Linked DNA regions of Salmo salar: region 1 is linked to region 2. A link is a contact called in public Hi-C data. All regions are on one chromosome and are shown on one strand. Each heading gives the region's core, a stretch centred on a gene start, on an enhancer-like site or on the middle of the called end of the contact. The rest is flanking DNA. Distances are from core to core; before and after follow the strand shown.

Region 1 (4,707 bases), core at 2,208-4,707, 300 kb after region 2:
GGTTCCATAGCCGCAGGCAGAACAGTTGAAACTGGAGCAGCAGCACGGCCAGGTGGACTGGGGACAGCAAGGAGTCATCATACCAGGTAGTCCTGAGGCATGGTCCTAGGGCTCAGGTCCTCCGAGAGAAAGACAGAAAGAGAGAAAGAGAGAATTAGAGAGAGCATATTTAAATACACACAGGACACCGGATAAGACAAGAGAAATACTCCAGATGTAACAGACTGACCCTAGCCCCCCGACACATAAACTACTGCAGCATAAATACTGGAGGCTGAGACAGGAGGGATCAGAAGACACTGTGGCCCCATCCGATGATACCCCCGGACAGGGCCAAACAGGCAGGATATATACCGTCTCACTCTTTCTCTCAAACACACACACACACACACACACACACACACACACACACACACACACACACACACACACACACACACACACACACACACACACACACACACACACACACACACACACACTGCTGGGCTTTCACTGACAGAGGCCTGCTGGTCTGCTAGGAGATTATGTTGTTGTTAAGGTTGAAGATCCAAGTTTAACTGCTTAACTGTAGCCTTTTTACTCCACCTCGTGAATTCATTTCTGAACTAAACAAAAATCATACAGTGTTGCAGTTATCAAAGCCTTAGTATGATCTATCCTGTTGCTTTCTACATTATATGAATATCAGTCCATCTAGATCACATTGCTCTCATACCTCAGGATACATCAAGAAGCTGCGCTACTGTGAATACCTGAGCAAGTACTTCTGTGACTGTTGCCATGGCGGTGCTGAGTCTGTGATACCAGGCCGGGTGCTGACCCAGTGGGACTTTGGAAGGTACCCAGTCAGTGATTTTTCCAAGCAGCTGCTAGACTCTGTGTGGCACCAGCCTCTCTTCGACCTGACCTGTGTTGGCAAGACCCTTTACAGCAGGGTGCGAGAACTGGGCAGGTTCAGGGTAAGTAGACTCCTTTAGGAGCTAAGATACTGTATACAGGGTTTCAACTAGTCTGGGGTCAGTTCTTATTATTGTGCTTGAGTGTGGTGTGACTGTCGACTGAGAATATAAACTGGGCATGTCAGTGGTTTAGGTTCAAGCTAACAGCTGCAGGCTTATAGACAATGAGAGATATGGTCTGGGATCAGTTTTACAGCAGTGGTGAATCCTCTTCTTCAGCGGTGTCTGGGGTGCTCATGTCTGTACGAAGAGGAAACTCAGAATAGGGATCTCGGAGTCACTGGGAGAATGTGGATTAGTATGTGACTTTGATTAGTTCTCCTAATGTTCAGTGGCGACATGCATGGAATGTTGCCGAGGCAAATCCTCACACACATATTGATTACATTAACACTCTTCTCCCCTCCCAAGGACCTGCAGGAGCAGCTACTAGGCATTAAGAGACTGCTGAAAGCATGCAGATTATCTGAGGGGTAAAGACATCCACTTAATTATTCTCCCTTCACCAATATCTCTCACACTCTACTTTCTCATGCCAACTTCTTCACCACACATGGCACTTTTCGCCTTATTTAGAGTTAAACTGCATCAATCTGTTGGCTGTAGGTTGCAGACGGCAACCATCCGAGTATTAATTGATTGAGCCATAACTCGTTGTACAGATGAAGTTAAGAACGTTTTTATCTGGACAGATAAAAGGGTTATGATCTAGCCTGGGTATTGATTTAGATTTATTATGAATAGCCATAATAGTCTTGGTGCTTGACAATGTTCTTAATCCCCCCCCCCCCTTGTGCTGTTGTTATCATGCTCAGGGTCCTGAAGGAGTTTGAGCAGCTTCCTGATCACCTGACACAAGAGCCACACGTGTTCTCCATGGATGACCTCCTGAGGGTTAAACGGGGTCAGCTGGTGCCGCTGGCCAGGGCCGTGCTCCGGGTGGCCATCGACCACGTGGAGAGCTGTCAGGTATATCCACCAGTTGCAAAATCACTGATGGACAAATAAAGTTATATTCTAATATCTTGACTTCACCTATAACCTCAGTAGTTATGCAGTGTTCAATTGTTGAGACTAAGATCTGTTGCGTTTTACCCCAGGTCTGCCTGGCTAGAGGCTTCATCTGTGAGTTCTGCAAGCAGAAGGATGTGTTATTTCCCTTCCAGAGCGAGACCTGCACACGCTGTCAAGGCAAGTGTTTTTCTGATCAGACAGACAGCCCGCTCTTCACCTTTACTTTTTTTTAAATCCATATAAATCTGATAACGATGCATCTCTCTCGTTTTAGTGTGCAAGGCCTGTTTCCACAAAGACTGCTTCAGAGATGAGGAGTGCCCTAAATGTGCACGGATCCAATGTCGAAAAAAGCTGATGGACACGTTCTGCCTCTAGAGTACATGTTGGAAGTGTGGGAAAATATCCTCACATTGTTACATGTGTTTGTCTTTTGAATCTGAATACAGAGTATTCCCAATAATAAAATGCTGTGCATTAAAATGTAACAGTATCATTTATATTTGAATTCACTAAGCATGTCACATGAAAGGAGCAGGTACTGAGTCAGGTACGGACCCTCCCCATTTTACCAAGAAGAGAAGATGCTGCTTAGACCGAATATCACAATGGGTTTTATGAATCAGAGTGGGATTGTGTTTATCTATCATTTTCGGATTTACAATACTGTACCTTCTGCTCAGTATTACAACAAAAAATGTGGAACATAGCGACATCTGTTGGACATTTGAGTGAATCACCTCCCATTCTAATGGCCATAAAACAATGCCATGCACTGATGTCAGAGTGATATAATTTCGACCTCTATTCACTCATTATGCTGTATCCCAGGGCTGTAACATTTGTATTGGGTGAAATAGCCTAAAGCAGTCTGCTGAATAACCCCAGTTGACATGCCCTAATATCAAGCTTTGAAATATCATCCACTTTACAATTGACATTATCTTGTAACTATCACAATAAGACATGTATATACTCACCTACTAGCCTATATTGAAGGATGAAAGGTCAAAAAGTATTGTCAGAAGTGGGATTCGAACCCACGCCTCCATGCAGAGACCAGAATGCCCCTTTCCAGGAAGGATTTTCACCTTGAGTCTGGCGCCTTAGACCGCTCGGCCATCCTGACAACTCAGATAAGTGAGAGAAAACAGAGCATCTATTCATTCAACGATGAGTGATTATCGAGATAATTTCTTAAAGATACTCATTTTCATGATAGCTACAGTAGCTTTTCACAGCCAAAAAACGTGAACCTTACGATATCGCTAGCTAACCATTTCCTTTTTGTTAGCAAATCTAGCTGGCTAGTTAGCATTTTGTTTGGAAATAGCTACCGTTAGCTAGATATCGTACTACTAGTGTTATTGCAAACATACATGTAACATATACACTGGAAATGAAGTAATAATATATTATAATAACTTAAGTTGTAGAAAAACATTTTATTTGGTATGATGTATGCATTGTCAGTGGTTGAGCTTAGTTTAAAATCAACATTGTACAAGATATGGCACTTTATCGGCTTTGCTCTTAAGGGTTGATAAATTGTCGTTGGTTACTGTTTTTTACTAATTTTGTCCCCGAAAAAAAAAGACTGTCAGAAGTGGGATTTGAACCCACGCCTCCATTCGGAGACCAGAAACCCCATTACTATGGAAGGTTGAACCTTGAGTCTGGCGCCTTAGACCACTCGGCCATCCTGACAACTGAACTTTGAAGAGAGCAATATTACTTATAAAGATAAATATAGCAGCCATTTTACAAGTTAGGTAATAATTAGATTTGTTGGGGTTCTATGTTCGCTACACAGTTTACTGTTGACTAAACACTTACCAGTATTTACACATTTGTTATTTTAGCTGTATTTAACTAAAGACAGAGGTGTGCGTTACCCCATGTGACTGTTTGCCCCACCCGCGTTGGACGAAGTAACGAGTCATTCTTATGAAATGTAAAAAGAGGCGTGTTTTGTCTAGTGTTGTTATACAATGTTACAGTAGCTATATAACTCTACTTAAAATAATTATCCAGCTAAAGCAGCTAGCTTCCTAAAGATGTCGTTTTACAGAAACGCCGTTTGGTTCGTAAAAGGACTTCAAGAATACACAAAGTGAGTATCGGTTTTTGCTAGCTAGTGTTGCACAAAAATAGAAGGTTGGAATTTTATAGGTTTGAATGACTAACACGCGCACATGCCTTCACAGTACATATTGATGTTACTAAAGAATCCATGTATTTGTTAGTAGTCATACAATTACTATGCTGACAACCTCAATATAACTGCCTTTACGTTGCCTTTTTAAACATGTGTTTGCTTTATTTTATCTCAGTTCCTTAATCACCATTAACCTTATGTTGAGATGTCTTTTTCTTTTGATCAACAGAAGCGGATATGAAGCAGCAGCTAAGCAGTTTAATACTGGGGACCTGGACGTGAACCTGAGTGGCAGGTCTTTTGTAATCACTGGGGCCAACAGCGGCATTGGAAAAGCTACAGCCCATGAAATAGCCAAAAGAGGTAAGGCAAAGTCAATGTCCTATGAGTGTTTAAAACAACAATGAATATGGTTTTCACCTTGAAATGTACGCCACTAATCTAATATAACTGTTGACCATTGTTTGTACACATTTTTAGATTCCATTACAGTGAGTGAAAGGCTAGTTGATTAACAGTAGATTTATGAGTGAGTGCTAGTAGGTGGGCCAGATGGCAACTAACCTCAAGGTG
Region 2 (4,283 bases), core at 765-3,264:
GTGAGCCTGATTTTCACAGCATTCATCTGAATAGCCGGAGAACTTTATGATAAATACTACCAAAGATAATACATGAAACTAAAAGTACTGTTGTCTTTCAGGGAGCATCTCCTCAGAAGAGATCATCAAATATGCCCACAGGATCAGTGCCAGCAATGCAGTCTGTGCCCCTCTCAACTGGGTACCAGGTATGTCCTGTTTCTGCCCATTTGAGCTTCTGTTATGCTGTCTTCGATGCCCTCTATTTTTCAACCCCCACCCCCGCCAGATCCTTCTTCCCTTGCATGTTCCTTCTCTCCAGAATGGAAATTCCTCTCAGTACTGATGGGGAATATTTGAACCTCAGTCACTATCATAGCCGTCACTTGCATTCACAATACTACTGTAATTACTCTTCAATCAACTTCATGGCATATTCCTTATAACAGGTGATCCGCGTAGACCTTACCCCACTGACCTGGAGATGCGCAGTGGATTGTTGGGTCACATGAGCAACCTGCCAACCAATGGCGTGAATGGACACCTCCCTGGAGATGCACTGGCAGCTGGGAGATTGCCAGGTATGCTTTCGGTTTGTGTGGTTTCACCTTTCGACAAATGGAATCAACTGTTTTTGTCTTCTCCTAGGATCTGTGTTTTGATATGTTTCTGTGAAATATACTGTAATACTAACCCTATCACTGTTTAATTACTCTTTCTTCCCTCCCTTCATCAGATGTGCTCACCCCCCAGTACCCCTGGCAACCATCAGATGTCTCAGTGGGCATGCTCCCCCCTCACCATGGCAACGACTTTGGGCTGGAGCCCCCCGGCCACAACAAAGAGAACGAGGACGACGTGGAGGCCATGTCTACAGACTCATCTAGCAGCAGCAGCGACTCGGACTAAGTGTGTGTCTGTCTCTGTCTGCCCATCTGTGTGTGTATATCTGACTCTGATTTGGGAATTGGACACACCCAGTACCTCGTAGAGCCAGCTATCCATCACACCCATAACATTTACGATAAGCATCAGTTGATACAGGGTTAGCTATCCGATATAGCAAACAACTACATAGAATCCAGAGAATATTGAGAGATACTCATCTCACGGTCTTGTTTTTCTCTGACCCTCTCTATTCCCGGCTTGTTGATGAGACATTTGTACAACACTATCTGTGATCCCCAATGTAATATCACCAGCTCTCTGTAAAGTCCACTGCATCAGTTCAGGGGTGTATTCATTAGTCAGATTCGGTAATGGAACACAGTTTGCAATGAAAACAAATGTTTCTATTGACAAATTTGGGTAGGTCCCGCCCCGTTTCGTTTGGTTCCTAGAGTAAACGGTTTCCGTTGCAAAATGTTTTGGAACAGACAAAATGTTGTGCAATAGAATCCGACTAAGGAATACACCCCAGGGTAATGTCTGGTACTACGTGACTGATAACAGACATATTCCTTTTGTTGTCTATCAGGTTCCCCTTTTTGTTTCTTTGCTGTTTTTTTAGACTGGCAATGGGGAATAGTGTTGAAAAGTACATGTACCTTTGTGTAGGAAGGAATATAACAGTATTTCATTAAAAAAAGAAGGAAAAAAAAGAATGTTGTTGCTGATTCGAACCCAAGTGCTCCTTATCGCTGCTATTGCTGAAAACATGTCACCAGGAGTGGATTTTGAAATTGTAGGTGCACTTACCTGAGTTAACTTTTTTTTTTTCAAAAGTAAAAACTGCTTATTTCAGGCAAGATTCATCAAGCACACCTTATATTCTTTATATTGAAAAACGGCATATTAATTGACTGATGGCTTGTTGCTCCATGTGTAAATAAGGCTGTATATATTGTAGTTTTTTTTCAGGCTTGTAAATAAATATAACTTTTGAGTAAATACTTTGTGTGGTGCTGATATCCTTGATACCATTTGACAGGACATTGTATAGTTTTAAGAATGCGCAATGTTGAGTTGACTTGACCATATGTATTTATTTATAGCCATGTCTTCAAATTGTAAAGACCATGGAATGTGCACCAAGCCTGTGTAAGGGGCACTTGGTTTACTACGCATGCGCCCAATTTATCGTTCGCTTCAGGGAAGGAAACATGGCGGCGTCCCTGATTTGTGGCCGATTTTCGGCTAGCCTGAGAAATTCTGGGGCAAGATCGATACTTACCACTGCATCCAAGGTAAGTGTGCGTTGGAAAAAAGGGGACGAAATCCGTCTGCCTGTAGCTGTGATAATGTTTTTGCTGCACCATCTTCGACGTCCAAAATTCCCCAAAAAGAGACAGGGTCATATTTGACATTAGCTCATCGCCATTGAGGCTGCTAGGAAACTGGCTATGCTAGCTACCTAGACATTGCTCATGTTTATCTTACTATCCAGCTAGTTACTTTCACTTGCTAGCGATGGCAAAATGAATGTATTTATAAAACGACTAAATGTATTAAAAGACAAGTCATTTTGGGGGTACAGGGATTTGCGTTTGCTAACAAGAGATTTTCCGCTCACATAGTTCTAAACACAGTGACCTCCAACACCAAAGCGCCGACGTCAGAACGGGATGAATGGAGGCTATGCGACATCGAGACTGTCGGCATCTGAGATTTAGCTAAATAGGTTAGCTACAATAGGCAGCTAGCTAACTGTCCGATTTCTAAGAGTTAGTGGGCCTTTATACATTCGAGAAACGTTTTTGGTGTCGATTCAATTGACGCCCAAATGACATGTTTGATGAATTCCTCTTTCATATCCGCAAACTTCCACTATTGACACACACGTTACTCCACATTTGTGTTGTGTGTATCTGTGTGTGCCCTCTTTTGTATGGATGTAACAATTCTCATTCAGTGTCCTTGCACAGACGATGTACTCCCCCTGACATGAGTAGGTACTGTAATTTCACTGCTTCACTAGTGTTAATGTACTCTCTCCCTACATCACTTTCTCTCTCCTCTATCCCCTTCTCACTCCCTCTCTCAAGGTGCTGGGTGGTTCCTCTGGCCTGCTTGGGCCTCAGCAGCAGTCCCCCCACCTGCAGCAGCAGCAGAGGAACCTCTCCCTGCATGAGTACATGAGCATTGGTCTGCTCAAAGAGGCTGGTGTCTGTGTGCCCGAGGGCAAGGTGGCCAGCTCACCCGATGAGGCCTACTCTGTTGCCAAGGAGATTGGTAATCCATAGCCTAATAGGATGTGGGCAAATAAATTGCAGTAGAGTAAATTGGGGATAAACACTTTGAATTGACAGTAGGCTTATATTATGTCAGACCAGGTAGTAGTGAGTCTATGTATTAACTAACTAATCTTCTTTGATGTTTGACTGAGTCAGGTATGGTCTGAGAGTGGGATGTATACTGTAATCTAGGGATGCCCCAGTATCATCGTAGTGCCATACTGAGAGCTCCGATAGAATGGCTGGAAGTTCATAATACCTCATAAGAGTTCAAAAGACAGTAGGGCCGGGACGATACCAGGATCGCAATACTCGTTAGTGTCGTGGCATGGAAACAAAACAAAAAGTGGATTTGACTTTAGGAAAACAGCCCTAATGTTGTCTGTCATCCACGGTCACATTTATTTTCAAAAGCTGTAGCACACAATATTTTACGTACTGCAGGTTTTTAAAGGACCAAAGAGTTTGGTCTGCTTCGTGTTTTCATTTTTTTCCTGGAAAAAAATATTGCTGTACTGGTATCGTCACAGCTCTAAAAGACAGCAGTTTAGGGCTGTCCCCAACTTATGTTTTTCTGTATTTTTTAGCTTACGACCTATGACTGCTAACGATATCTAGGGATGGTTCACTGAGTGCTCACATCCTAAAATATACACATTTCACCTCACATGACCATTATGCACATTACGCATGGTGGTGGTGGATTTTTTTTAACTTCAATTCACTTTTGCGCATAGTCAATCACAGTGGTGGAAAAAGTACCCAATTGTCATACTTCATTTAAAGTAAAGATGATAATAGAAAATGACTCAAGCTAAAGTGAAAGTCACCCAGTAAATTACTACTTGAGAAAAAGTCAAAGTATTTGGTTTTAAATATACTTAAGTATCAAAAGTAAATGTAATGACAAAAATGTATTTAAGTATCAAAAGTTAAAGTATGAATAATTTCTAATTACTAATATTAAGCAGACCAGTAGGCACAATACATTTTTTTTAAGTTTATGGATAGCCAGGGGTACACTCCAACACTCAGACATAATTTACAAACAAAGCATTTGTGTTTAGTGAGTCTGCCAGATCAGAGGCAGTACGGATGACCAGGGATGTTCTCTTGATAAGTGTGTGAATT

What was found. A called contact is a pair of places that touch in the nucleus more often than the background predicts.
Region 1: a contact with region 2 is called in a Hi-C map of gill, with 2.1 times the contacts expected there. The contact joins the promoter of LOC106586499 here to the promoter of LOC106586493 in region 2. A contact is called at or near these places in 2 of 3 Hi-C or Micro-C datasets (gill and muscle).

The regions. Positions count from the first base shown.
Region 1 is chrssa25:28,402,286-28,406,992 of Ssal_v3.1, forward strand. LOC106586499 (dehydrogenase/reductase SDR family member 12) reads left to right here and starts at 3,458. Exons shown (of 10, transcript XM_014173876.2): 1 at 3,458-4,089; 2 at 4,364-4,497. The coding sequence starts at 4,034. It overlaps rubcnl (rubicon like autophagy enhancer), which reads left to right. Exons shown (of 14, transcript XM_014173873.2): 10 at 724-962; 11 at 1,374-1,435; 12 at 1,778-1,931; 13 at 2,063-2,153; 14 at 2,251-2,464. The coding sequence ends at 2,354. trnal-caa (transfer RNA leucine (anticodon CAA)) reads right to left here and starts at 3,105; the gene lies at 2,996-3,105. trnal-caa (transfer RNA leucine (anticodon CAA)) reads right to left here and starts at 3,683; the gene lies at 3,575-3,683.
Region 2 is chrssa25:28,100,010-28,104,292 of Ssal_v3.1, forward strand. LOC106586493 (succinate-CoA ligase ADP-forming subunit beta) reads left to right here and starts at 2,015. Exons shown (of 11, transcript XM_014173860.2): 1 at 2,015-2,165; 2 at 2,964-3,150. The coding sequence starts at 2,082. It overlaps LOC106586491 (mediator of RNA polymerase II transcription subunit 4), which reads left to right. Exons shown (of 7, transcript XM_014173859.2): 5 at 102-188; 6 at 429-560; 7 at 716-1,869. The coding sequence ends at 888.